Linked DNA regions of Mus musculus: regions 2, 3, 4, 5, 6 and 7 are each linked to region 1. A link is a contact called in public HiCAR-type, HiChIP or PLAC-seq and promoter capture Hi-C data. All regions are on one chromosome and are shown on one strand. Each heading gives the region's core, a stretch centred on a gene start, on an enhancer-like site or on the middle of the called end of the contact. The rest is flanking DNA. Distances are from core to core; before and after follow the strand shown.

The links. Promoter capture Hi-C pulls out the DNA fragments that hold promoters and counts their contacts. HiCAR-type assays count read pairs that join an accessible place to other places. HiChIP or PLAC-seq counts read pairs in DNA pulled down with a chosen protein or histone mark.
Region 2: a contact with region 1 is called in a promoter capture Hi-C map of hippocampal neurons, with 7 times the contacts expected there. The contact joins the promoter of Fyb here to the promoter of Prkaa1 in region 1. A contact is called at or near these places in 7 of 39 promoter capture datasets (the 3T3-L1 cell line, cranial neural crest, embryonic stem cells and 4 more), 1 of 484 Hi-C or Micro-C datasets (erythroblasts), 5 of 115 datasets of contacts at active chromatin or transcription factors (acute myeloid leukemia, bone marrow-derived dendritic cells, double positive thymocytes and 2 more) and 3 of 9 other capture datasets (embryonic stem cells, liver and macrophages).
Region 3: a contact with region 1 is called in an H3K4me3 HiChIP or PLAC-seq map of bone marrow-derived macrophages, with 4 times the contacts expected there. The contact joins the enhancer-like site here to the promoter of Prkaa1 in region 1. A contact is called at or near these places in 3 of 39 promoter capture datasets (the 3T3-L1 cell line, cranial neural crest and liver) and 2 of 115 datasets of contacts at active chromatin or transcription factors (bone marrow-derived macrophages and stem cell-derived neural progenitor cells).
Region 4: a contact with region 1 is called in a promoter capture Hi-C map of embryonic stem cells, with 9 times the contacts expected there. The contact joins the promoter of Fbxo4 here to the promoter of Prkaa1 in region 1. A contact is called at or near these places in 6 of 39 promoter capture datasets (the C10 cell line, the HPC-7 cell line, cranial neural crest and 3 more), 1 of 484 Hi-C or Micro-C datasets (rod photoreceptor) and 3 of 115 datasets of contacts at active chromatin or transcription factors (the SCID.adh cell line, embryonic stem cells and trophoblast stem cells).
Region 5: a HiCAR-type map of astrocytes shows a contact between it and region 1, with 6 times the contacts expected there. The contact joins the promoter of AW549877 here to the promoter of Prkaa1 in region 1. A contact is called at or near these places in 4 of 39 promoter capture datasets (the 3T3-L1 cell line, the C10 cell line, cranial neural crest and 1 more), 3 of 484 Hi-C or Micro-C datasets (embryonic stem cells and rod photoreceptor), 9 of 115 datasets of contacts at active chromatin or transcription factors (the SCID.adh cell line, acute myeloid leukemia, astrocytes and 6 more) and 2 of 9 other capture datasets (adipose tissue and pancreatic islet).
Region 6: a promoter capture Hi-C map of liver shows a contact between it and region 1, with 3 times the contacts expected there. The contact joins the enhancer-like site here to the promoter of Prkaa1 in region 1. A contact is called at or near these places in 5 of 39 promoter capture datasets (3T3-L1-derived adipocytes, hippocampal neurons, liver and 2 more), 3 of 115 datasets of contacts at active chromatin or transcription factors (embryonic stem cells and extraembryonic endoderm stem cells) and 1 of 9 other capture datasets (embryonic stem cells).
Region 7: a contact with region 1 is called in an H3K27ac HiChIP or PLAC-seq map of epiblast stem cells, with 7 times the contacts expected there. The contact joins the promoter of BC037032 here to the promoter of Prkaa1 in region 1. A contact is called at or near these places in 9 of 39 promoter capture datasets (the C10 cell line, the HPC-7 cell line, cranial neural crest and 5 more), 2 of 484 Hi-C or Micro-C datasets (both in embryonic stem cells), 11 of 115 datasets of contacts at active chromatin or transcription factors (T-cell acute lymphoblastic leukemia, embryonic stem cells, epiblast stem cells and 4 more) and 2 of 9 other capture datasets (embryonic stem cells and liver).

Annotation. Positions count from the first base shown.
Region 1 is chr15:5,142,091-5,145,692 of GRCm38.p6, reverse strand. It overlaps Prkaa1 (protein kinase, AMP-activated, alpha 1 catalytic subunit), which reads right to left and starts at 1,832. Exons shown (of 9, transcript NM_001013367.3): 1 at 1,698-1,832. The coding sequence starts at 1,824.
Region 2 is chr15:6,578,101-6,581,702 of GRCm38.p6, reverse strand. Fyb (FYN binding protein) reads right to left here and starts at 1,856. Exons shown (of 18, transcript NM_011815.5): 1 at 657-1,856. The coding sequence starts at 1,755.
Region 3 is chr15:6,333,363-6,336,964 of GRCm38.p6, reverse strand. It overlaps a transcript of Dab2 not described here. Among named protein-coding and RNA genes, the nearest start is that of Gm16311, 25 kb to the right of the region's middle. Within about 2 kb of position 2,029, at least 15 of the 459 cell types and tissues checked have an H3K27ac peak or open chromatin away from gene starts, as enhancers often do. A contact at or near this core is called in bone marrow-derived macrophages, where this site is marked.
Region 4 is chr15:3,977,990-3,981,591 of GRCm38.p6, reverse strand. Fbxo4 (F-box protein 4) reads left to right here and starts at 2,019. Exons shown (of 7, transcript NM_134099.2): 1 at 2,019-2,350; 2 at 3,595-3,602. The coding sequence starts at 2,168.
Region 5 is chr15:3,994,163-3,997,764 of GRCm38.p6, reverse strand. AW549877 (expressed sequence AW549877) reads left to right here and starts at 2,019. Exons shown (of 6, transcript NM_145930.3): 1 at 2,019-2,150. The coding sequence starts at 2,051. Gm2093 (predicted gene 2093) reads right to left here and starts at 1,726. Exons shown (of 3, transcript NR_045740.1): 1 at 1,681-1,726; 2 at 281-360.
Region 6 is chr15:6,258,724-6,262,325 of GRCm38.p6, reverse strand. No RefSeq gene overlaps it. Among named protein-coding and RNA genes, the nearest start is that of Gm16311, 49 kb to the left of the region's middle. Within about 2 kb of position 1,800, at least 69 of the 459 cell types and tissues checked have an H3K27ac peak or open chromatin away from gene starts, as enhancers often do. A contact at or near this core is called in extraembryonic endoderm stem cells and liver, where this site is marked.
Region 7 is chr15:4,025,572-4,029,173 of GRCm38.p6, reverse strand. BC037032 (cDNA Sequence BC037032) reads left to right here and starts at 1,768. Exons shown (of 2, transcript NR_028266.1): 1 at 1,768-3,155. Oxct1 (3-oxoacid CoA transferase 1) reads right to left here and starts at 2,746. Exons shown (of 17, transcript NM_024188.6): 1 at 2,325-2,746. The coding sequence starts at 2,402.

The DNA of each region.
Region 1 (3,602 bases), core at 583-3,082:
GAGGTTCGAGGCACTGCTACTTCCCAGGTCAAATCCCAGGCCGGGAAAACAATCCCTTCTTCCTTTCTTGTCTGCTTGATCCGCTCTGGTCTGTGTCAAAGGAATGGCGGACTGGATGCCACATTCATTCCAAGCAGGGCCTTCGGAAGGAGCCTTCTGAGTTCAAGTCTGCCTTATCACTTCCATCAGAGCCTTAATTAGCACTTCTTACCACCTCTAATGGCAAACAAGGATGCCTAGCTAAAGGTAAACAAAACACTGGAAGAGCTAGCTGCCTGTTAATGCCAACTACTTAGGAAGCTGAAGCACGAAGAATAACAAGTTCAAAGCCAGCCTGGACAGCATTGTAACACTCTCTCGAAATAAATAAATGCATGCATGCATAAAAAGAGACAAAGCAAAACCCTGAGAGTGTTCACGAACACTGGCTGAACCATGATCAGTGCTAGGCCCTAGACCACACCTACTCCTCCTTCACACTGTCTGGCTTGCTGATTTTCCTAGGTAGGTTTAGGCATTTGCTCCCCTGAGGGTAACACAGCAACTTTCCGTTTAGGACTGGGAAAGGGCAAGAGAAGGAAGGGCTCTTTCTGCCCTCCTGGGAGAACGGAGCTCAGTTAGCTTGCTGTGTAATTTGACAAACTTTTTCACTTCAATCAAATATCTACTAAGGAGCTTACTATATATGCAGGCCATAGTCTATTATTTCTCCAAAACCAATGTATGAATTATTTCTTATCAGCTCCAAACTTCCTTCCTCTAAATACTTAATAGCAGGCTTAAATATTTTAAAGGGGAAAAAAGTCCACCTCACAAAGGTTGTAATCAGAATTTTCCTTGTCACAGGTGGTGGGCTAGAGTAGTTAGTTGAAGACAGAATGCTTGTGCTTTTGCTAAGGCGGTAACAGGGGATTCTACCAAAACGAACAAAAAGTCCAAATGATGTGCACTGAATTACTAAAATATAAATATACTGTGAGAATAAACGGAAACTATACCTATAAGCTAATAAATACCATCTGGAGTTAACATATGCCCTACCTACCAGGTATAGCTCTCGGAAACCGCAAAACTTCCGAAAACGGAATCACTTAAAAGCAGCATCTGCATCCAACTGTAAACCACGCATAGGAAACACCGCGCCAGTTCACAGGCATATGCATCAAAAGTCCTGACGGAGATCAATAGTCCTAACAAGGGCATTACTATTTCTGAAAGGTATCTCCACAGCTACCTTGCTTTTGGAAGAACACATTTCGATTCAGGAAACCGAAGAAGCACTTTAGTCCACAACCTCCTAAAAGCGAGGCAGCGACAACTCCGAGGACCGCCAGGGCGCGATGGGCTGGCTCTGCGCCAAGGGCACACAGGGGATCAGAAGACCACAAGAGACCCCCTCGTCCGCGCCGGGCGCCCCCGCGCGCTCAGTGCCCAACTCCCTCGCCTGGGAAAGTTGCACCCAGAGCCATCCCCGCCCCTCCGGCGCCGCGCCGTCGCCATGGCGACCGCCCCCACCCCACCGCGGCGGACCCCACAGCTCTGCAGCCCGCGGCAGCCTCGGGCTCCGCTCCCAGCGCCGCCCGGACCGGGGATACGGAGCCCAGACACCCGGAAGGCGGGCGCGGGGGAGGATGCGGAGTGCGAAAGGCGCAGTCGCTCGCCGTTCGCCGGGTCCGCGCTGGCCCGGGCGTCCTCACCCTTCACTTTCCCGAAGGTGCCGACACCAAGCGTGTCCCCCAGGATGTAGTGGCCGATCTTCACCCGCCCGTCGTGCTTCTGCTTCTCGGCCGTCGCCATCTTTCTCCAGGAACTGAGTCTGCGCATGGCGCCGCGGGAGGGGGCGGAGGGGGCGGGCAGGGCCGCGCCGGGGGCGGGCGGGCGCCGAGGGGGTGGGGACGCGGGTGCGCCGCGGTGGGGCGCAGTCGCCGGCCACCGCCCGCGCAGGCCCCGCAGTCCCCGCAGCCGGCCGCCGAGCGCACTCGCTCCCCCTGGCGGGCTAGGCGGCGGGAGCGGCGCCGGTACTCGCCTCGGCGCCCCGCATCCCTCTGCGCGCGCCCGCGCTTCTGCGCGCGGGAGGGCTTCCCCCGCCGCGGAGCCGACCGCGGCCACCCGAGGGTCTGTGGGTGCGGTACAGCACCCCACCCCCGTAATTCCCAGGAGGACGATGCTTGCTTACACGTTGCCCGGGGATAGCGCGGCGTGCTTTGAAACAAGACAGGGGACACCGCCCTACCACTGACTTGAAATCTTGATTTTCATCTCATCTCGGTGTCATCTGGAAGCCAAGGGTGTTTTCACTTGCACTTTTAATACTTACCACTGCTTTAAACAAAAAAAAACTCTGAGCCAGTAAATTACTATGGGACACCGCACATCCTGGAGAGACTTCCTAGGAAATTTGCTACCGTCAAATTTCCCCTGTGGAATGTGTGTGAGCTATGTGAATTCCAGAAAGAGGTGTTATCCCGAACTTATCGTGTTTAGAAACTAATATTTTTACATTTTCAATAAAATGTACATTTTCAGTCCACTTGAAAAAGTGTGTTGTTTGTATAAATGGAGCCATATCCAGTCACCAAAGAAGTGTGTTTATTTGTAACAGGATTTTGAAGTGAATCTGTTACTCAGTTCTAACAATAGGTAAAAATATATATGTCATCCTTCGATTTTGCAATTTGAATCTCTATCAATGTCGATGGAGAAAAAGGATGGAGTTTTGTTTTTGTGGTTTTTTTTTTTTTTTTTTTTTTTTTTTTGGAGACGAAAAATGTCATTTTTCTTTGGGATGAAAATTACCAACACTCCTAGTTTTCCCATATTCTGGCTTATGACATCAAAGCAATGTAACATCAAACGCTTTTGTTCCAAGAAAAAGTATTCAGGGGGAAGAAAGCTGCTTTAAGGTTTGAGCAATAGTTCTCAACCTTCTTAATGCTATGACCCTTAATACAGTTCCCCATGTTGTGGTGACCCGTCTCCCATCATAAAGGTATTTTCAATGCTATTTCATAGCTTTTTTTTTTTTTTGCTACTTTTATGAATCGCAATGTAAATATCATTGTTTCCTGATGATCTAAGGGGGTTGATCCCGTAGTGGGTCGTGACCCACGGGTTGAGAAACACCTGCTTCTCCGCCAAGAACAATAACTGGGAGCAATCTTCGTTAATCAACTCTCTATTTTACAAGGATTACTATAAGGCAGAAATAGCTCTGGATTCTCTCAAGGAGGGGGAAACCCTTTCAATTCTCCCACCCCTTGATCTGGCATTTTAAGTTACTTCACATTTGCCCAGGAAGGTTCTACTGTTTCTTTTAATCTACAAGAAATCAGTGGTCTCAGGCTGTAGCTCGTTTGGTTGAGTGCTGGCCTGGCGTGCTGGGTTAGATCCTCAGTAGCCTATAAAAGTGAGAATGATGACTCATGCCTGCCATCCCAGCACTCTGGGGATTATCGCTAGGGAGATCACATGTTCAAGGCCATCCTCTCCACCTAGGGACACTAAGGCTGATTTGAACTACCTGAGATTCTCAAAACTAACATGAACTAAAGTGGGATAAATGACTCGACAGTTACAGGCACACACTGTCAAGCCTGAAGACC
Region 2 (3,602 bases), core at 607-3,106, 1.4 Mb before region 1:
GCATGGTCTCCTAAAATCCCTGCCACTGTCCTATTTGAATCTTGGGCTTAGGGGACATGATGAACAGTGTAGATATTTGAAGTGACTTAGAAGAGGAGTTTCAACTTCACAACATTGACATTTTGGCCTGGATAGTTCTGTGAAGGACAGGAGTAAGTGGCTCTATTTACAAAATATCATTAGCTTCATCCATTGTGACAATCAAACATGCCTCCAGAGAATGCACACATCCTTTGGCTATCAAATTTGATTCTTTCTAGAGTACTGACTTAGACTACTCTCTTCTCTCTGTCAACGGGCAGCATAACTTCTTCAAGTTACAGAAATGAAATACAACCAAGGGAATAAATGCAATGGTTATCCTTAAGCAAAACCAACTATCCGTTAAATAGGTATATTTCTTCCCTATTGTCTCCCTAAAATGTCAGTGCTCCCCACCCCAAGGTCCTTTCTTACAGAATGCTCAACCAGAACTTGGATTTGCTACTCTCTCAGACCTCCTACACAACGGAAAAAAAAATGCCAAAAGAAAATTGACCCTATACTCACATGAGCATCAGTTATGCAATCATTCCTTGCTCTAAAGTTTCCCCCAGGAGCTGAAACACTCAGTTGTGTGAGCAAACCACAGCTACCAGCAATGAGAAACAACTCACTGTTTGCAGAGTCAGCCTTTCGGAATCTGGTCAGGTCAACGTTGGGTGGTCTGTTGGGCTTGGGTGGAGGCGGGCCCAAGACGGACAGGGGTGGCAGGGCCTTCTGCTTCGGGGTTGCAGAATTCTTGTCTCCTTCTTTCTCCTGACTTTGGCCCCACGGTGTCCCCGCTGTCAGCTTGGAAGGGGCCTTAGGGAATCTGGCCGGCTCTTCTTGATTCAGTTTGTTCAGAAAGATGTTCTTTGCAAGGTCTGTTTTCCTATCTTCTTTTTTTTCTTCAAAGTTTTTGGAGAGACCCGGGCTCCCTCTGCTCGCAGCAGGTTTCAGAACCACTCCAGGAAAGGGTGAACTTGGTGCTCCATGGTCTTTATCCTCTGGGTCTTCCTTAGGTGGTTTGAAAGGGGCGCCCTTGGACTTGGCGCCCAACTGCACTGGGGATCCTTTCTGGACAGGCACGTTCTTAGAAGTGTTCTCTTCCTGGGAGTCCTCTGTGCTTAGGGATGGCTTCTGGCCAAAGGTGTGTCTGGGAAATCGGGGTTTGGAGTCAGTATCTTGTGCCGCTGGCATGAACTTGCTCTTAGCTCCAGCTACCTTTGAGAATCCTGGCTTCAGTTCGTTTTCTGGGACTGGGGGAGCGGGCCCTGGCTTCGGTCCTGGCGTCTTTAAGTCAGACTCTTGGTTCAAATTGTGAAGTTTATTCCCAGGTGGCCGTAAAACCACAGGTTTGGAATCTTCTTTGGTCAAGCTGGTGGGTTTGGGGCTTACAGGTTTCAGGAACCCCACTTTGACCTCAGGGTCTCTAGAAACTGAGTTTGGCTGTGTTCCAAATCTTGGGCTCCCTCCAGTAGGTTTTAAAAACGGGGGTTTAGGTTCCTTCTCAGGCTTCTCCTCGTAGGTAGGTTTCGCTGCCAAGGGTGGTTTTGTGGTCCCAAATTTAGGCATGCTGCTGGGTCCTGCGGGCGGGCTGGCATTTCCTTGGTTGTCAAATAAATTCTTTCTTGATTGTATTCCAGAAGGCGAGCTTTGTCCTGCAACTTTGAAGGGCCTGCTGCTGGTGGCGGCCTCCTCTGTCGGGTTACTCCCCGTGTTGAACTTCGCCATGAGGGATTTTACATCTGTTTTTCCATCCTACAAGCACAGGGAACAAAAACCAGCTGAGAGTCAGAAATCTCACTTGCAATTTAAAATACTGTACCTTCAAGGGTTTCCTGATCTGAGGCAAGAGTGCTGGGGTGCCGGCAAGCTGCTGATTGGTTGACCAGATATTGTAACATTTAAGTTCCTCTATGGCAAAACAAGTTGTGAATGTTTCTCGCGAAGGAAAGGCTAGGGCTGTGTTTAAACTTCTGTTGTTGGTCGTACAGGGACACAATCATTTATCTTAAAAAACGTTTCTCTTCTCTTTCCTGGTCTGCCTCGCTATCTTGTTGGAGATATCTGATTCTGTATTTGTTTACATTTTTTGCTTCACTGAAAAACATACAGCGGTGGCTACCAAATGGATTTTCCCACTTTTTACAACTGAGACTCATGTGGAAACTGGACTTCAAAACGAAAGTAGGCACTGTAAACTCAGGCTACATGCTTTTTTTTTTAACCCAGCAAAGCAATGCTTAGCATCAGTGTGCTGGCCCGTGCTTCCCTGTTCCTGTTGCGTTTAAAGTGCGTTTGCTGTCGGGGAGGTGTTACAGAACAGCCCAGCCCTTCTAAAACGAAAGAAGGTTTCCTTATTATTTGCAAATCCAGAGTGCTGTTGTGTGGCTGTATGCAGACTAACGGGACATGAGCTAAACCCACGGGACAGCATGGGCTGAACAACAGGCCAGCAGAAGGAATTGCCTCGTTTCCAGATCTTTCTCTTCAATAATGACTTTTACCAGTCCTCTGAGAGGTCCTGCCTCACCTGCCTTCCTCATAAGAATTAGGAAATTATGCAGTAAAGGTATCAGATAGTCACCCTTTTTTTTTTTTTTGTTGTTGTTAATATAGTCCCGTTTAACCTGGGAGAATTAATGGTGTCTTTACCCTTTCTTTCAAAAACAAGGAGTTTGAGCTGGAGATGAGGCTCAGCTGAGAGACAGAGAGAGAGAGAGGGAGAGAGAGAGAGAGAGAGAGAGAGAGAGAGAGAGAGAGAGAGAGAGAGAGAGAGAGAAAACCTACTTAGCATCTAACATCACTAAACCCTGTCTCATGTGCTCAGCATTCAATAAATCAGGTTGGTGGCGTACTCTGTAATGCAGGAGGTAGAGACAGGAAGATCAGAAGTTTATGAAGGTTAAGGTCATTCTTGGCTACACAGCAGGTTTGAGACAAGCCTAGGCTATGTGAGATCATGCCCGCCCCCCACACTCCCCCCCCCCAAAAGGATAAAAAAACAGGAAAAACTTCCAGGGCTCTAAAGCTTGATGAGAAATATGAAATGGTAGACAGAAGATATAGCTGGGTGATGGAGCAGGAGCTCAGCATGGGTAAGGTCCTGGGTTTGCTCCTTAGTGTACACACACACACACACACACACACACACACACACACGCACACACACACGTGCACGTAAGCGTGTGCACACACACACATGAGTACACGCATACACCCCCCCCCCCAAAGTTTTCTTTCTGTTTAGAAGGAAGTTTGTTTCTGAGAAAGAATTTCTGATTATCCCTTCCCCTCTACTAGTATTGTTCATATTCTTTATGTATAGCTTCTTTTAGGTTTATAAAACAAGGTGAAATAGCAAAGTGATTAAGAATGTCAGCTCGGGAGCCAGGTAGCAGGGGATATTAATGCGTTTTCTTATCTTCTCACTGCAAACAACGTCTAGGCGCTGCTCTTAGGCAGGCACGTGTATAAAGCAGTAGAGGACATTGGCACATCCGAGGGCTTCCTGTTTTTGTATAAAGAAGACACTTAGTGATCGTCTGCTCTCCCTCCTCATTGCACTGCTGGGGAAC
Region 3 (3,602 bases), core at 780-3,279, 1.2 Mb before region 1:
TCTTAGATGAGTCTCAGACTTAAGGAAGGTGTGCTGGGCTCCTGGGTGAGAGACCAAGGATACAAACATTCTAGTTCTAAAGGCTTGGTTCTTGTGTCATGCAGATCCCTGTTTCTATATTGTGAGCTCATCATGAAAAGTTGGCAGGAGCAAGTCAGTCATCATCCTTGACTAAAAGTCAGCTCAAAGAAGTCTTGAAATCACTACATTATAGGAAATACCTCTGAAGAAGAAAAATCTGGATTTCTAAAATTATGTCAGATGTTACAGATATAAAACAGGGGTATCTTTAACCCTCATCTCTCTTCTCTCTCTCTCTCTAATAATCTGCATGACCTGAAATATATTCTTCTGAGTAGCCTCACTACTAATTTTCTTCAGAAGGCAGACCAAATTGCTTGTGTAGTTTGGAATCTAGTTTGCAGACTGCCTGGGTGATAACACATGTGGTGTCGCAGACTGGTTTCCTTGAGTGATTTGATGCAGAGTCACATAGTCTGATTGCAAGCCTTGCTTGGCTGATTGGACCAGCATTGGTATCAATCCTGTCAGAGGTGCATAGGATCTGAGAGAGTTAGGCTCAGCTATGGGTGATGTAGGAGACAATTCTAAACAACTGCAGAGGAATACACTGCATGTCTTCTGTTGTTCATCTCGAGGAAGTGTGAGATCCTGAGGATAGCTGTAGTCACTTAGCGATGTTTCATTTATAATCCACTTCTGCAAGTTTGAAGAAGAATCAGCTGAAATTTTGTCTGCTGACAATGACTTACCAAAAAGAACTTCTGAACTATTCAGTTCCAATTTCCTAGAACCTAAACAAGTAGCACACTGTCTTTTTATTTCATGGTTGTTCTATCTTCCTGGAACTGTATTTTAAAATGTTTATCTACTGATTATTGTTGCTATTTCTGACAATGCTGTGGGTCAAACCTAGGGCCCAGTATGTGCCAGGCAGTCGCTCTAGCACTGACTCATAAGAGTTCCCCTATACATAGGAATTGTACAGATTTAAGGGCACAGTATGAATTTTGATTATTAAAAAAACTATAAACTATACTAAACTAAAATTCCATGTAAACTAAACTAAGAGAAACTAGGTAGCACGTTTAGGTCCTTCTGTGTTCCTCCCTGCGCTTGCTCTCCTTTCTAGTCCTTCCTTCTATCTCAGTGCTTTGGAATGAGTGCATCTAGATGCCAGGCCAATCTCCCTCAACTTCCTCCCTGCTTTCATCGATTGCCCTCTGGAGTACAAACTCAGCTTCCAGGAGATGGATGAGGTTTCAATGTCCAGCATCTTTTTCTCTGGTTCTGACCTCCATTTCCTCAGGAACATTTCAGTTGCTCCCATTTCTTTTTCAGTAGTAATCTTGCTCAATGTTTGATCAACATTCACGGTAGTATTGTTTTATATGGTTGTAGCTGATGGGTGCAGACTTGATCACACTAGAAAAACTGAATATTTAGTTGGGATAGATAAAATATATGATCTACTGAGTTAAGAATAATTTTTTTTTCTTTTCCTTTCATAGCTCAGGCTGCTCTGGGATGCAATCCTTTAGCTTTAATCTCCCAAATGCTAGCTCAGTAGGTATGCACCACCATGCCTAGTGGCTAGCAACTGTTGATTCAAAGGTCTGTCTTGACTGATAAGTCCAAGGACACGTCAAGGGATGTATTGAAGTGCAATTTTAAAAACAGTATCTCCCCTGCCCTGGAACAGGCATATCTGGTAGTGTTGACTTTAGAAATACTAAAGAACTCTCAAATGTTCCATTCTGAGGTAACCTTAGAACACAACAAGGCAGAGTTCAAACTCTACCAGTTTGACAGAAATCAGGGAGCAGGTGGCAAGTTGCATTATCCTCCAGTAGAGGAGCCCCTATCTGAACAGGAAGTGGGGTTGGTGTCAGAAGGACTGGAGAGGAAAAATGCAGAGTGACTATTTCTACTTTTTCTATTATAGAGGAAGGATGGATTGAGAGGCCTCCAAAACCACAAAAGATAAAATACTGCTGGTCAGTGGAAACAGACACAGTTGCAAATTAGGAAGTTAAGCTCCACTCAGAATGGGCTGTGTGAGTTGGACCTCCCACAAGGAGAAAGGTGATCTAACAGACACAAATGGAAAAGCCTGAGAAGCACTGGCCTGTGGAGAATGGAAGAGTAGAGTGATAGATCATGGGACAGTTTAAGAATCTTACTCGCAATTCAGTTCAGTTTGACAGTCTAATCATTTAAGCTTGACAATGTCCTAGCAACCAGGAGACTGAGATAGGAGGCCTTTGAGTTTGAGAATAGCCTGAGTTTCATAATAGGACCCTGTCTAAAACATAAAAAACTCCCCTTCCCCCAAAATATAATATATTTGCTCTTTTCTTTCAAGTTGACATGGTGCAAGTACTCACAGAGTATATCCAGCAATGAATTCCAAAATCTCATCAAAAGCATATTTTTATCAAAGCGGTCTCCCTGTTTTGTAAATTTAACCAGGGAAACCCATTTAGAAATCAAACCTTGAGTTGTTTTGCATCAAGCAAGGTCAAAGTCATATTTTCAGTAAAGATGAAATCACCCCGGAACCCAGTAGTCTGACCCAGTTAAGGTTTCAGCTTAGTAAACCAAAATGATGTGTATCAAAACTATTTCTAGGACTCTGGATCATCATATGAAGTGCTTTGCCTTGGGCTGGAGAGATGGCTCAGTGGTTAAGAGCACTGACTGCTCTTCCAGAGGTCCTGAGTTGAATTCCCAGCAACCACATGGTGGCTTACAATCATCTGTAATGGGATCCGATGCACTCTTCTGGTGTGTCTGAAGACAGCAACAGTGTACTCATATACATAAAATAAATAAATAATTTTTTTAAAGCTTTGTTTTAAGAGACTCTCAAAGATAGAGATTTCCATCCCTGACAACTGTATCACCTCTACCACCAATTCATTTATGTGCCCATTAGTGAGGACCCGTTAAGTCTAAGTCTCTCTGTACCAGGAGTTTGCTTTCCATGGCATTATCAGTCATGCTTGGTAAACTCTGGTTAAGGGCACCAAGGAAGGCCATCATTCAAGCTACTGACTCACCCTACCCCCAGCTTTATATCAGATCACTATATTCATAATAATGTTAACGTTAGGAGTTTCTTTTCTGTAAGTTTTGATTTTAATGTATCTGTGATGGACGTTTTGCAGAAGCTCTGTATGTAGTAAATTCTTTTGTGGAGCCAGGTTAGAGATCCACTGTCAAAATACAACCAATATTCTGAGTTATGCTATATCCATCTGAATCCTAAAAGCATAACATCCTACCCTTTACAGTTATATATAGCATAATTAACTTTCATGATTCACAGCCCTAAACTATTATGAATTATATATTTTAATTTTTGCATGAAAATTTATTTTGTTTTCTCTTTATTGTTACTGTTCCAATACAGGGTTTCTCTGTGCATCCCTGGCTACTCTGGAACTCACTCTGGAGATCAGATTTGCCTCCAACTCAAAGATCTACCTGCCTCTACCTGCTGGAGTGCTAAGATTAAGGGTGTGTGCCAGCACACCCAGCACACACACACACACACACACACACACACACACACACAC
Region 4 (3,602 bases), core at 770-3,269, 1.2 Mb after region 1:
TTCTTCCTCGCTCAGTAGATAAGTCACATTTCCTTGTAATATAAAAGCAGTGGCATTTTCATTTCTTCATACTTAAAATGACTTATGCTAATTTTCTTTCTCTGAATACAAAACACAGTTTAGAGAGGAGAAAGGCCATATAAGTAATTAATTCATAAGTCTTTCCCCTTGTCCTGATAATCTGAGCAAGTGGTTGACCTACTCATTGCTGAGCAATGTCATAGGAAAGAATAATCATTTTTAAATGTATGCTCTGACAGACCCTCAGTTGCCCAGCTTCCAGCTTTATTGAATGTCTGTTACTTTTCATTTGGAGCTTCAGGTACTGCATTTTGAATGAAGGGCCCTTGTGAAAAGTGTCTAGGGTCCACTACTGAGCATTATGTACTGTTACATGCAGCTATTGCTGTGTTACTTTCATATTTATATACTAGCAACTATTTCCTGTAGCCTAGCGTGTTTTTAAAAGATGTGGCCTTTGCCTTCTACTTCGAAGATTGTAAAATGGTATTAATTTTTAAATATCCTATGGACTAGATGTAGAATGTTTTGACAATTGATATTAAACCAGTTGTATATAGATGATAAAATTTAACTGTTTTCCCAAAAAACAAAAAACAAAGCAAAACACAAACAAACCATCTTGGAATAGTAAGTGGTTAAAGGTTGACAGTGATTTTGAGATAGATTATGTGGGCTCCGCCCATCTTCCATGTTCTCCAGAACAAGGTTTACACCTCAGGTTATAACGTGGTGATCCTTACTAGATTATTCTAAAAGATTTTAAAGAATTTAACACGTGACTACTAAATCCGAAGTATTCCCGTGATGAAGTCTAGATGTGGAATGGGTTTGGGGATTAGATTAAGTGAGGTAATCTACTTTAAAGAGACTGATAACCTGCTACCAAATAGGTATTTGTGTCTTTCCTAAAACTATATCCAGTGCTATATAATATTTTGTTATATAGCCTACCTCTCATTTCTTAAATTTCTTTTTGATTATGATTAAAGTTACTAGAATAGACATCACTTTTGGAAGATTAAAAATTCACTAATGGCTTTTAATAGTACCACATCCAGGCTTTTCTTTCCTATCAAATTTTCTTCTGACCTTTTATGATAGATCATTGATTGAACAATTTTTTAGTGTATGTACATTTTTGTCGTGGGCTTAAACTCACCATTTTGGTAGAAAATACCTAATAATGGAGTTTGAGGAAGTAAATGCAAGCAAAATGTGAGTGGCCATGGCCAGAGATTGGATTCAGGTTGGCACACCAAGTTGTGGAAGCAGTTGCAAGAACTATTATAGCCACAAAACAAAGACCATACATCAAATACATATACCACCTACGCTGATGAGGGCATTATGTACACAGCCTAGATAAAATTGGCTACATCTTGCCTGGCTTTCAGATGTTACAACATTATTTACTTTAAAATCGGTAAAGGGGGCAGGTGTTTGAGAGATGGTTCAGCAGTTATAAGAATGTACTGTTCTTTCAGAGGGCCTGAGTAGGTGGCTCTCAAGGGTGTGGTTTCCAGTTCCAGGGTTTGTGATGCCTGTGGCCTCTGCTGGAACCTGAGTGCTCATGCATATATCCACATACATGTAGTTAAATAAAATTTTAAGCAAAGCTTACAAGTTTCACCCAACCTCATGAGGTTAGACCAAAACCAGATTGAAGTTAATATTAAAAGAGCTACGCTTGAGGCAGTTTTGGCTTCCCATCTACAATAGTTTCTCCACAGCACGATGTTCTAGTCAGCCAAGGTTATCTTTAATAACACATAAGGCTCCTGATAGCCTCCACGGGCTCAGTTTTTGCTCAACTCCAAGTGGTAGATTGCTGATTCCAAAACACAGAAGCACACATACAGCCTACTTAATATCTAACGCTTAAGGGGAAGCAAGATTTCAGAAAAAGGGTGGCTGTTCAACAAGCCCTAGCTCCCAGGTCCTTGTGGTGACGCACAGAGGCAGGGAGGGACCCGGAGGATGTGTAGTGTGGGAGGGTTTGGGCTAACGGGGTGAGTCATTCCGGGCCACCTCGGCCTGGAGCCCTGCCCAACCGACCAGCCCGGGTCGTACCAGCGGGGCGGAGGCGGAGGCCGAGCGGCTGGGGAGCCCGTGCGCCCCGCGGTGTCGCGCGGAGCCTGCGACCATGGCTGGAAGCGAGCCCCGCGGAGCCGGCTCCCCGCCGCCCGCCAGCGACTGGGGCCGCCTGGAGGCAGCCATCCTGAGCGGCTGGAGGACCTTCTGGTATTCGGTGGCCAAGGAGCGGGCGACGCCGACGGCCTCCCGGAAGGAGGCGGCGGAGGAGACGAGCGCGCTGACGCGGCTGCCGGTGAGCCGAGGCCGCAGGCCGCGCACAGAGACCGCCGCAGGCCGGGGGCCTGGGCCGGCAGGGCAGCCACTTCCGGGTGTGTGCTCGCCTGGAAGTGAAGTGGCCAGGATTGCCTTGATGGTAACTCTTGGTATCCCCCTGCCAACCAAGGTCGCACTACAACACTCACTAATGACCAGCGAGATCACCCACAGGTTGTCAGTCATCCTATTTGGATGTCTGGAAATCTGATGAAGGAAGTGGGTTAGCTTGGAAGGCATTCCAGTGTCTTTCTTCTGCACATTTTAATCCCTAGTCAATGTATTCCAGTTAGGGGGGGGGGGGGGTCGCCTAGAGCAAGCAACTCTGACATATCCAAAGCAACAAAACTGCCACATAATTGAAACCAGTAAAGTTACAAGTACCTCAAGTTAGGTCAGGCTGCAAAGAGGATGCATGCAATTTAAAGTTTCAGAGAAAGATAAAATAAATAAATAAATAAATAAATAAATAAATAAATAAATAGATTATACATTGTTGATGACAATTCCTTTATCTCAGTTGGGTTATTAGTACATCCCACTGACATTCACTCTAAATGAAAGCCACAGGCTTAGGTTACCTCCAAGCTTCTCTCAGGTGTCCTCGGAACCTGATTAATACTCTATAGAGAGAAATTCAAATGACAGGTTCACATGCTTTCATTTGATCTAGTGATAAAATCAGAAAAACCGCCACTTTGTTTTTTTAGATTTATTTATTTATTTATTTTATGTATATGTGAGTACACTGTCACTGACACACCAGAAGAGGGCACTGGATCCAAATTACAGATGGTTGTGAGCCACCATGTGGTTGCTGGGAATAGAACTCAGGACCTCTGGAAGAGCAGCCAGTGCTCTTAACCTCTGAGCCATCTCTCCAGCTTGAAAAAAATCTCCACTTGACACTCATTTATTTTTGAAGAACAAATTAGTAACTGGTACATCAACATACTCATGGAAAGAAATGAAAGGAACTGGTTACTTTGCTTGAAAAATAGAAAGGCAGAGCTTGAGTTTGCAACATTTCAGGTGTGTTAGGGATGAAAATGTTTAGTTTTGAATTTTCTATTGGTGGAGGGATGTTAAGATAGACTTATGTATTTTAAAGAACCAGTCATTCAGGCGACCTTCAGTACAATGATTCTTTACTGATTAGGCCACCGCAAACAGTTGCCCCAGACAGATGACCTCTTTCTTTCATGCTGCTTGCCTCTCTTTCAGGTTGATGT
Region 5 (3,602 bases), core at 770-3,269, 1.1 Mb after region 1:
ATGTTAGGGAAAGGGAGGTAGTTCGAATGTGATCAATTTGCTTCTTTCATATTTTTGGCACATTCTAATCATCTGAGATTTAAAATATGGCTTTTATCTTTTATTTGTTCTATTCATGTGCATTTCCTAAAGTAAAAAGAACTAACTATAACTTGGAGGGGAAATGCATTTTTTTTTCTAGTACAAGGGTTCTGTGTTTCAATACTTCCTTGTGAATTACTAAGGTCTGGTTGTTGCCGGTGTCTCTCTGTGATGAAACCAGCTTTCTATGAGAACTTACTTTGTTAAGATCTTGAATAAACCACAGAATCATGTATTCTTTAGTTTGGAGGTTAACAGTCTCATCCTTCTCCTCCTTATCTGAAAAAAAAAAGACTAGATTTCCAACTCTCTCTCTGAAAATGAACACACCAAAATATCAGTTGAACAATAATTCCCAGTGTTAAGACTTTCCATATAGAATACTGTAGTTTGATGCATCATCATGATTGTAATTTTTTTCTTTATGTGCATTTTGCCTGCATATATATGTCCGTATACAATGCCCATGGAGATCTAAAGAGGCATCAGATGCCCTGGAGCTGGAGGCCTAGACAGTTGGGAGTGGCCATGTGGTTGCCAGCAATGATCTCTCCAGCTTGTGCCTGGAAATGTTATTTAGTGCAGTTTGGCATGTTAGAATATGGGTCCTTAATTTCTGTGGGATGCTTGCTTGTTTGTAAACTGGGTCTCAGTATGTACTGGCTGCTCTAGAACTGCCAGCATCCCCTCCAGCCTTAGCTTCTCAAGTTCTGGGATTACAGAGTAAGTCAACACTCTAGCATAAGAGTTTGAATTCTGTAGTTCACCTTGATTATAGAATGCAATTTTTCTGGCCTTCAGATTCTTCATTATAAAGTATCATAAGGATTTGTTGTTGATTATTGTTTTCTATTAAAAACCATTTTCCCAAGTACGTAAGGGCATTACACAAGTACCGAAGACACAGAGCACGTGTTTTTTGCTCTGTGCATTTAGAGTAAAATGACAGGAGAAAAAAACTGGTCATCATGGCCACTTGCAGAAAAGTGACTGTGGTTAGTCACTCTTAAACGATCACATTACTATTTTCATAGTTTAAATATTTTCTACCAGGCTACAACAAAAACCTTAAAATTAAGATGAAGGGTAGAGTTATTCAAAATATATTGTGCCAAACCGGGGGAAACAAACGAACAAACAAAAAGCCAAAACAGCATTAGATTTCCGTGGCCATAGGCAAGAATTAGCATTCATGGAATGCAAAGCAATTTGACCACTTGAGTGCTGATTAAGACCCGGAAGAACACTTAACACTTGTCAGGAAGGTCTCAAGGTGAACTAAGACAGTGAGGTCGCTGCCACGTTTAGGTCGCAAGACATTTAAGGTACTTTAAGTGTGAGCTAGCCAAGATCAATCCGGAGTAAAAACAAGCTCCAGGGTGAAGATTCGGGGAAAGCGTTATGCCAGCTAGCAGGCTGAGGACTGCCAAGTTGTCTGCCCTCACACTAGGTCTCGCAGCTTGGATGAATCTCACCCGTCCGCAGACTTCCGTTTCTGACCTTCCCCCACCACCCCCCGCCCCCACCATTACAATCAAGTTTTATTTTAGTCCACCTCCTTCACTACAGCGCCAACCGCTGCAAATCCTCTTTCCAGACCTTCCAAACCGCCCTCTTCCAGCCAGCTGCTGCGGCTGCAATCTCCCTGCACCCGCGGAGAGAGTCGATGTCCTATTGGCTCAGCTCGGGGCATGGTCGGCTTCCGATTGGTTGAAATTAGAAGGCGGGAGAGAGGTGTGCCCTTACATCATCGACTGGCCCCTCGCAGCACGGGATTGTGGGAGGGAGAGGGCCACTGGGAGGAACTAAATACCCGGAACGACCTTTGCGGGCCGGGGCGGTCGTAGCCCGGAGCCTATGTCTCCGCCCACCGGCTGGGCGGGCTCCGCCCCCACTCCGCCAGCCAGGCCGTCAGGTGATCTGGGGCTCACGTGGTCACGTGGACAGGGCGGGCGCGCCCGAGCTGGCCATGGCGGCCGCGGTGTCCGGTGTGGTGAGGCGGGTGGAAGAGCTCGGGGACCTGGCTCAGGCTCACATACAGCACCTTAGCGAAGCCGCGGGGGAAGACGGTGAGGGAGCGCCGCAGAGGGAAGTGGGCGGACGGTGGTGAGATGCGAGGGGACCGCTGCGCTCGGTGGCCAGAAGGCGCGGCCTTCGGTCCGAGGCGGGGTCCCTGGTGCTGGCACTGCTGAGCTTGGTCCCCATTGGGCAGTCATCTGCCCTCTCCTCAGATGTCCTGTTACCCATGCAGCGTTTTCTACGTTCCTTGAAATCCTTTTTGTTTACATCCGACCAGATGTGTGGTGTCGAATCTGCGAGAAGGGTAGACTTTAAATAAAAGTACACACGGACTTTCTCCGGAATGTTCATACTGCCCAGAAAATGAACAGTATGTTTTTTTGTTGTTTTTTTTTTTTTTTTTTTTTTTTTTTTTTTTGCATTCAGAGAGACATGCATGACAGTTCACTTTTTCATTACTGCCTTGTAAATTTCCACTTTGTTTTCAATTCAAAATTCAGCTGTAAATACATATTGTACACAGTTATGGTGTAATTTTAATGCTCCCCCCCCCGCCCCATTTTAGTCCTTAGGTATTTTCTTAGAAGGGAAAATAGGTTAGGAAATACGTCATTCTTTTGACATCAGACTCGGTTTGCTTTTTATAAATTCTCAGTTGCCAATTGGTTCGACAGTAATCTTTTTTTGTTTTTTGAATGTTGAGCCTTTACCATCCATGAGCTTTAAAATTCTTGTGATTAGAGTCATACGATGACCGAAATGAAACATTTCTCCCAGGTGATTGACTAGTTGGTGTATTTACGGAATCAGTTCTATAATTAAATGAAGCACATATGACCACACTGAGGCTTTTTATCTTTTGGTTTGTGGCAAGCGGAACATAGAATTTGTAGTCACTGTTACCTCCCTGGGTCATGTGTCAGCCAGAGCTCAGGTAGTCTTACTTACTTATTACTGAGCCTAACAGTAATTCATATTTTCTTATGAAAGAATTCTATGATCCATTGTGAAAGGAGGCCTGGAAAGGAGGTTCAGTGTTCCATGGCCTTGTTTGGAGGCTTTGTTTATACATCTGAAAATTTACTAAAATCATAACTGTAGCTATCTGCTTTACAATCTACTAGGCAACATTGACGTTAATCTTACTGGAGAATTACTAACAGGGCTTACTTAACACCAGATTATATGTATTTGAATTATACTTGGCCCTTTTTCATACATCAAAATCAATAGACATCGGAAATTGGTCCCTTAGCTTAACAGTCATATGTTTTTCTTGAGTTGTCAGTATCGTTAGTTTCAATTTTATTCAAACTAGATAATAGAGTGCTAACCATCATTCCACTTAAGAGTGCTCTGTATTTATGGCCATATAGTTCTCATTCTTAACAGTATGATATTGTCCTGCATAGACTTATAAGAAGGACCTTCTCTGAAGATTATAGGAACCTTCTCAGTTTACTTTAAATATTTCTAGTAGAAAGAATGTATTTTTATGGACT
Region 6 (3,602 bases), core at 551-3,050, 1.1 Mb before region 1:
CTCATTTTAAGACACACAGATCCTTCTATCCTCGTTTCTAGTTTCTTTATGGATTCTGATAAACACTCTTATAAAAAACTCAGCCCCTGGAAAACAATTTCCATGCCGGATTGAATGACATAAGCTTTTACATTTTCCAAGTTATAACTTCAGGATGTAACATGCCTTAAAGTGACCTGGAGCTCTGTTCAGCAAATGCACCACAGTTTTGCAGCTCCTTCAACTTTGCTTTTTATAGGTGACTTTTGTCAGAGCATGCCTTTGAGTTATAATGCTGAATGCCATTTCTGACTTTCATGAACTGTTTCAAACTACTAGGCCACGGGCAATTGAGTCTACAGGAGTATACTAAGATGGTGTCCGAGAGAGCAAGAGACTGCAATTTTAAGAGTACATGGTTTTCTGCCACTGCTTCTTAAGGTATAGCAATAGCTATATTCCATCTCTGGGTGAAATAACAATACAGTCTGCAGCTCTCTCTCTCTCTCTCTCTCTCTCTCTCTCTCTCTCTCTCTCTCTCTCTCTCTCTGTCTGTCTCTCTGCGTGTGTATACACAGGTGTGTGTTAGAGAGAGAGAATATCTCATTGAGTATTAGTGATCTGAGTTAATTTTATATAATACTATGAATATTTTAAAAATCTGTAGCTGGTAAACACATAAAAGACACATCTTACTTTTAACTGTGTTTGTAGGTGTGTGTGCATCTCTTGGTGTTATGTGCATGTGTGTTTGCATCTTTGTGTGTATGTGTGTGTGTGTGTGTGTGTGTGTGTATGTGTTTGTATGTGTGTATGTGTATGGATGTGTCTACAGAGAGAAACAAATAGGCCTGTAAGTGTCTTGGGTTTGACAACCATCATTTAAAAGAATATAAACACACTCATATAGTTTATATGTACCTTTTTAAAGCTATGCAATAATATTTATATGTATATGCATGGTTTTAGAGATCCTGCTTGGTTGGGTGTATTTCCCCCTCTGACCACCATATAACTCTGTTTTGAATGTGAAGTAATGAGCTTAAAATATTAATTATAGACGCCAAGCTCCTCTGAGTCACACAGTGCCCTTCCTCCAGCCCATCCCACCCCATCTCGTCCTGCTGTTATTTTGGTGCATTTGGCAGAACCCATTTTCTTTAACGAAACAGACATTTCCTTTCCCAGATATGAGTCCAAGTTCCAGACTTAAAAAAAATCAAAAACCTAACAATTGATGCTTACTTTATCAAAGCTGTTCTTTCTAGCTATAAATCGCACATGTATTATTATTTGCTAGAGGGTTAAGTGTCCGTTCTTTCATCAGAAATTCTGATTTCTAAGGTACAGGGATGTCCACTCAGTAAAGCAATTTATAAACTTGTGCTCCTGAGAATTTTACCCACCCCTCCTCCTCTACTTTCCTCTTGGCAGGAGAAGGACCTTTGTCTTACTAATACAAAACTAGAAAGAACTTTATACCTGAGACTTAAACATTAAACAAAAGTATATCCATTTAAAATATTTGTCCGGATGGTAAACAAGAGGGGTTAGCTCAGCCTTGGAATCAGTTGGGGTGGACTTCCTGAGGGCAGAGTGGACAGAACCTGCCTGTTTTGTTCTTCCAAGGCAGAGGTTTGATCTGGAAACAGTAAAAAGCTTTCTTTACCCCCAAGTCTAAGGAATGAGAAGAGGGTTAAAAAACCAAGCAGGAACAGAGAGCAGCTTCAGAGGCTGTGTGTGCCTTCTTGCTTATGCTGCAGTTTAAAGGATTACTTCCATGTTGGTCACATGGTCTCAAGTGTTCTCTCTCCCTTGCTACAAATTCATTCCTTCAAAAGCCAGAAGTGACTGAGTAATTGCAGATGTACAGTGACTACCAGACTGTTCTTTGTCACCACTTTCCTGTTTCAGTTGGGAGGAAGTGGCTGAGTGAGCTTGAGACTCGAGGGTGGGGAACAGATCTATTACAATGACCCTGTTAGCCCCAGCCTAGTTTTGCCTTAGTGAAGGGGTGATGAAAACACTTTAAACAGTTGCCAACATCCCAGGAGAAAATATTTGACATCTCACCTATATCAACAAGCAAGAGTTAAAGGTTAAATCACACACAAGTCAAGTGCTGGGAAAAGGATATGTTTATGTCATCAACTTTCTTTGTTCTACCAGGGTCTTGTGTCAACAAGGAGACACATTCCCCATTCCTGGCTGGAATCACCGAGACAATAGAGATTGATGACAGACACTTTGGGCAGGAGCCTCAAGCCAATCCCCTTCTAAGCCTTTGTCCTTTGCCTCTGGTTGGGGGGCACCCTCACCATTCATCAACAGCTCCGAACAGCCATCTGTTTAGGGTGGATGACCTTCCTGTGTCTTTACCAGGATTCTTGCGATTCTGAGCACCAAGCTCAGGGTGGAAGCAGGAAAAGCAAGGAAGAGGAAGATACTGGGATTTATACTTTTCCTGTATTGATCTCAGCTCCAACACTTTATCATCCAGATGCAGTGCTTGGCATGGCTGGTGTTCACATGCAATAGGTTCAGTGAGAGAGGGGGATCTTCTGGGGACAGCTCAACCTCTGAGTCAAGATAACTTTAAGTCAAACTTTGTGAGGAAATGAAAATATTTCCAAAGGAAAAAAACACAGAGTTGTCACTATGGAGACAATAGGTAAGGAAGGGAGGAGTAGTGCAGCAAGCATAGTAGTGTAGTCCTGTCAGTCTAGCACGCACGGAGTCCAGGCAGTAGAATCATGAGTTCAAAGACCAGCCTGGAGGCTACAGAAGTGGCTCAGTTGGTAAAGTGCCCCATGAAAGCACAGCAACCAATGTAAACTTGGATCCCCAGCACCCAGATGAAAAGCCATCCATGCTGTAATTCCATTGGTTGGGGACAGAGGCAGGTGACTCTATGAAGCTGACTGTAGGCAAATCATTGAGTTCGGTGAGAGGCCATAACTTAAAAAGTAGGTGGAGGGGGCTGGAGAGATGGCTCAGCGGTTAAGAGCACCGACTGTTCTTCTAGAGGTCCTGAGTTCAAATCCCAGCAACCACATGATGGCTCACAACCATCTGTAATGGGGTCTAATGCCCTCTTCTGGTGTATCAGAAGAGCAACGGTGTACTCATAAAAAAAGATAATTATAGTAATAAAAGAAAGTAGGTGGAGAACAACTGAGGGAGACAGTCAACTTTGTCCTCTAACACACACACAAACACACACACACACACACACACACACACACACACACACACACACGTAACTCAGACATACATGCACATCCACATGCAGGCATGCGCATACCCATGCGGTTGCCCGTCCAGTGCATGGAATATAGATGGCCTTTGTAGCATAGGATACAATAATGTCAGCCTCATTGACAGTAGAGATCAGATATAGCCAAAAGCATTTCACAGTGTAACATTTTCTTTCTCTCAAAAACACATGTTATTTTATCTGTATGGGTGTTTTGCCTGAATGTAGCCCTTCATGCCGTGGGTGTGCTTGGTGCCTATGCAGGCCAAGAGAGGTCACTGGATCCTCTGGAACTAGATTTACAGAGGGTTGTGAGCCACCCTGTGGGTTGTGGGGATTGATTGTGGGTCTTCTCTGGGTCCAACCA
Region 7 (3,602 bases), core at 519-3,018, 1.1 Mb after region 1:
ACTTAGAACCTACCCAGCTAGAAACCTTAGGGTGACACAGCACCAGATTGAAAAGCTTCCAGGTAATTCCAGGTCATGCTATAGCTCCAGACAAGGAACTTGTTCACCATGAATGGGAGGGAGAGAAGGAAGGAGAAAGGGAGGCAGGGAAAGAAGCAAGGATGAAGGAAAATAAGGAAAGAGAGATGGAGAGAGGGAGGGAGAAGGACAGAGGAAGGGAAAGAAGGAAGGGTGGAGGGAAGTAGGAAGGAGGGAGGGAAGGAAGATTTTTTTTAAGCATGGTAAATAAGTACACACCTTTAATTTCAGAATTCTGTAGGCTGAAGCAAAAGAATCATGGGTGCCAGGCCTTCCTGGCCCCCATAGCAAGATCCTGTCTCCCAAAACAAAAGCATAAAAGCATTTTTTAAATATCTATCTCAGTTTACCTGTTGGCTACATTTAGCCAGAAAGTATTCAAGGTTACTGAAGGTATCCACCAGGTTCTCTCAGGTGTGTACTAAAATGAGTATTCTTGGCAGAGCAGTCTGCAGTGTTGAGGGAGGCAAAGGACTGAGGTATACCGTGGTCCCAGTGAAACGAACACAGGGGTATTACAATTCAGCACAGGGGTATTACAATTCAGCACAGGGGTATTACAATTCAGCAGAGGCGGATGACTTACGCGCTAAGCAAGCAGCCAGTAAGGCCAACCAATGCATAAGCGGGCAGAACACCCCAGAGAGCAGGAGCTGCACCTTCTTTCCTCATTCCTGAGAAGCCTAACTTTGAACTGGGCCATGAACTTTTTACTAACCCATAATTACAGCTCATCCACCTAGAGGTTTGCTGGCTTGAGAAATGGTTTAATGATTATATTGAAAGTGGGGTAGACTAGAGGTGAATAATTTAAACTTAGACAAACATGCACTGTCAAAAGAAAGTTTTTGACCTTGGCCCAAGGACATCCCTGTGTCCTGGTTTTTTGCATCTGCTCCATCACTTGCAGCAGGTTGGCTGGTGGTTAAGTGCATCCAAATTTGCATGCAATTACCCAAATGCCTCCTTTGAGGAATTTAACAACGCAATGACTCAGTTCTGAACCATTCCCTAGCACACGAGGGAGTCCTGTGATGACATCTTTAGATTCTCAACACTCAGAGATTGAAGGCAAGGAAATGAGCAACAGGGGAAGGAGTTCAAGAGCACACAGTGCAAGTAAATGCCCTGCGTGATGCACTCTTCTTAAGTTCAGGACTGCAATTTGAAACCTCTTCAAAGAAAACTTTGCAGGTTCGGGAAGAGGCTCCTGAGCAAACTGAACACTCCAAGGTGAATCCACCCTCCTCCCCACCCTCCTCCAGCACTCAGTTCCTTGGTCCCATACTCAAATCCAACCCGAATGTGTGCTTAGAGGCTAGACCCTCTACAATGTATAAGCAAAAATATCCACCACCAGCTAGTCTGCTAGGAGGGCGACTCAGGATACCATTCTGTGGGTCAAGGTGTTTGGGTTTTTTTGTTTTTGTTTTTGATTTTTGTTTTTTTACGGTCTTTGAACATTGCAAGTCTCTAACCCGGAGGGGACGGAGAGGAATTCAAAATAAAGGACCGAGGCGTTTGCAAACTGCAGCGGAGCGCCGCCAGCCCTCCTTCTGCTTCCAAACGCTTGGCAGGCTAAATCGCCCCGTGACAAGAGCTCCAGTCCGGGTTCCCCTTTCTACCGCCATATAGGGAAGGGGAGGATGGGGAGCGGCAGTCCGCCTCCGCAGCGCACAGCATCCGCCCACTTGGCGGTGAACTTGAGCCAGCAGCGGTTAACCCGGCCCGGGGTTCTGGGCCTCAGCCGGCGCCAGCAGCTCCCTCAGGTGGGGCGCAAGCCTCAGCGCGCCGCCCTTCTCCGCTCCTCTCCTCCAACCGGCCCTTACCTAGGGCGACGGCCCCGGGGACCCCCTTCCCAAGGGCGTCGGCCTGGAGCCTGGAGTCTGTAGGAGTGGCGGGAGATGGGGACGCGAGTCCCTGGACGCCGACAGTCTGTCTCTAAGGCGTTGCTGCGTGGCTTTGGTACACAGAGCCTCGACCGCTTCTCCACCGCTGCAAGCACAGCGGGGAAGTGGATGGAGAAGCAAAGACAGACAGACAGACAGACAGACAGACAAGCGGCGGCGGGGCTACCCTGAAACCCGAGCGTCTCCAAGCCCCCACCCCCAACCCCCGGGCACGGCGCTGCAGATGCCAGATCCCCGACCAGAGGCGGTGGAGATGGGCAGGGCAAAGAACGCGCGCGCCGCTCGCAGCTCGTCCGCGCGTGGCCTTCCTCTTGCCCCCCTGCACCTTCAATTTACCTTATGCAGGGCGCCCCGCGAGCTGCGGGCTGAGGCGCCGAGCCGAAGCCCAGAGGACAGGAGTTTGAGAGCCGCCATCTTCGGCCCCGGGTGCGGGAGACGGTGGCGCGCGCGGGAGTGCGTGCGAGTGCTGGTTGCCCGGGGCCGCGGCGGCGTCACCGGCTAAGAAGAGAGAAGGCAAGGCGAGCGGTAGGGCGGGCTGGAGGCTCGACCGCGCGTCAGTGACGTCCTCGGGACCTCAGAGCGGTGCCGCCCCTTGCTGCCTGCTGGCTTGTCAAGAAGCGAGACAGGGAGGGGCTCACGGCTAGGAATGGAAAGGCTGCACAGCTAGGACGAGCCCCGCGGGTTGTGCCGGGGCCGGAGGTGCTGGGCTCCAGCTCATCTGCGGGCACACCCGCAGCGGCGGGCGCTGCACTCAGGCTGGAGGGGGCGCTAGAGCCTGCCTTCCCCTCGCGCAAGGCTTGGCATCAACCAGGGTTTCGGGTTGCCAAGGGCCTGGAGGGTCTCTTACTGAACGTGTTACTTTTCCAAATCGCCCTCTGGAATGAGTACAGGTACAAAGGGTCACTGATAAAGATCTCCTTCCAGATCTAGACAGCTCACCTTTCCAACATTTCTCAACCCCAACACCCACAACTCTCTTCAAGTCTGGTTTTGCCCTTAGTTTCCTCTGAAACCCAGCAGCGTGCTGACTGACCCTCATGAGACATGACCTGCTTAACCGACAGAGGGACAAGATTAGAACTGGGCTGTTGTTCCCCATCATCCTACTCTGTGTTCCAGAATTTTCCTGGAACCGGAGTCCCAACAATTCCAGAAATTACAGAACAGGTATAAGCACAGAAGTGTCTGTCTCCTCTCCTCCTCGTCCTTGTCCATGTTGTATAATTCCCCTCACCTTGTAATGCTCTTCCTGTTGCAGTTTTGTATGAGAAAAGCCAGTCAAGGGACACAATGAACACAAAAATGCTCGGCACTAAATTTAGCTAATATTCGGTGGTGGGTTAACTTCATCGTTTTGGAGGTTTTCGTTTTGGAGTTTGTTTTTTGCTGTTTTGTTTGAGGAAGGATCTCTAGCTCTCTTAGGTCCCACTGAAACTCTATATATGGCTCAGGCTGACCTCCAACTTTTTTCTATTGCGGCAGCCTATCCCAGAGTATGTGCAATTGTGCCTGGCTCAAGCCTTATCTTTTGACTGGCACCCAACCGGCCTGAACCATTTCTTCAGGACGTTCTACACTCACCGCCGAGTTTAAAAGACCACTTGGAAGCCCGGG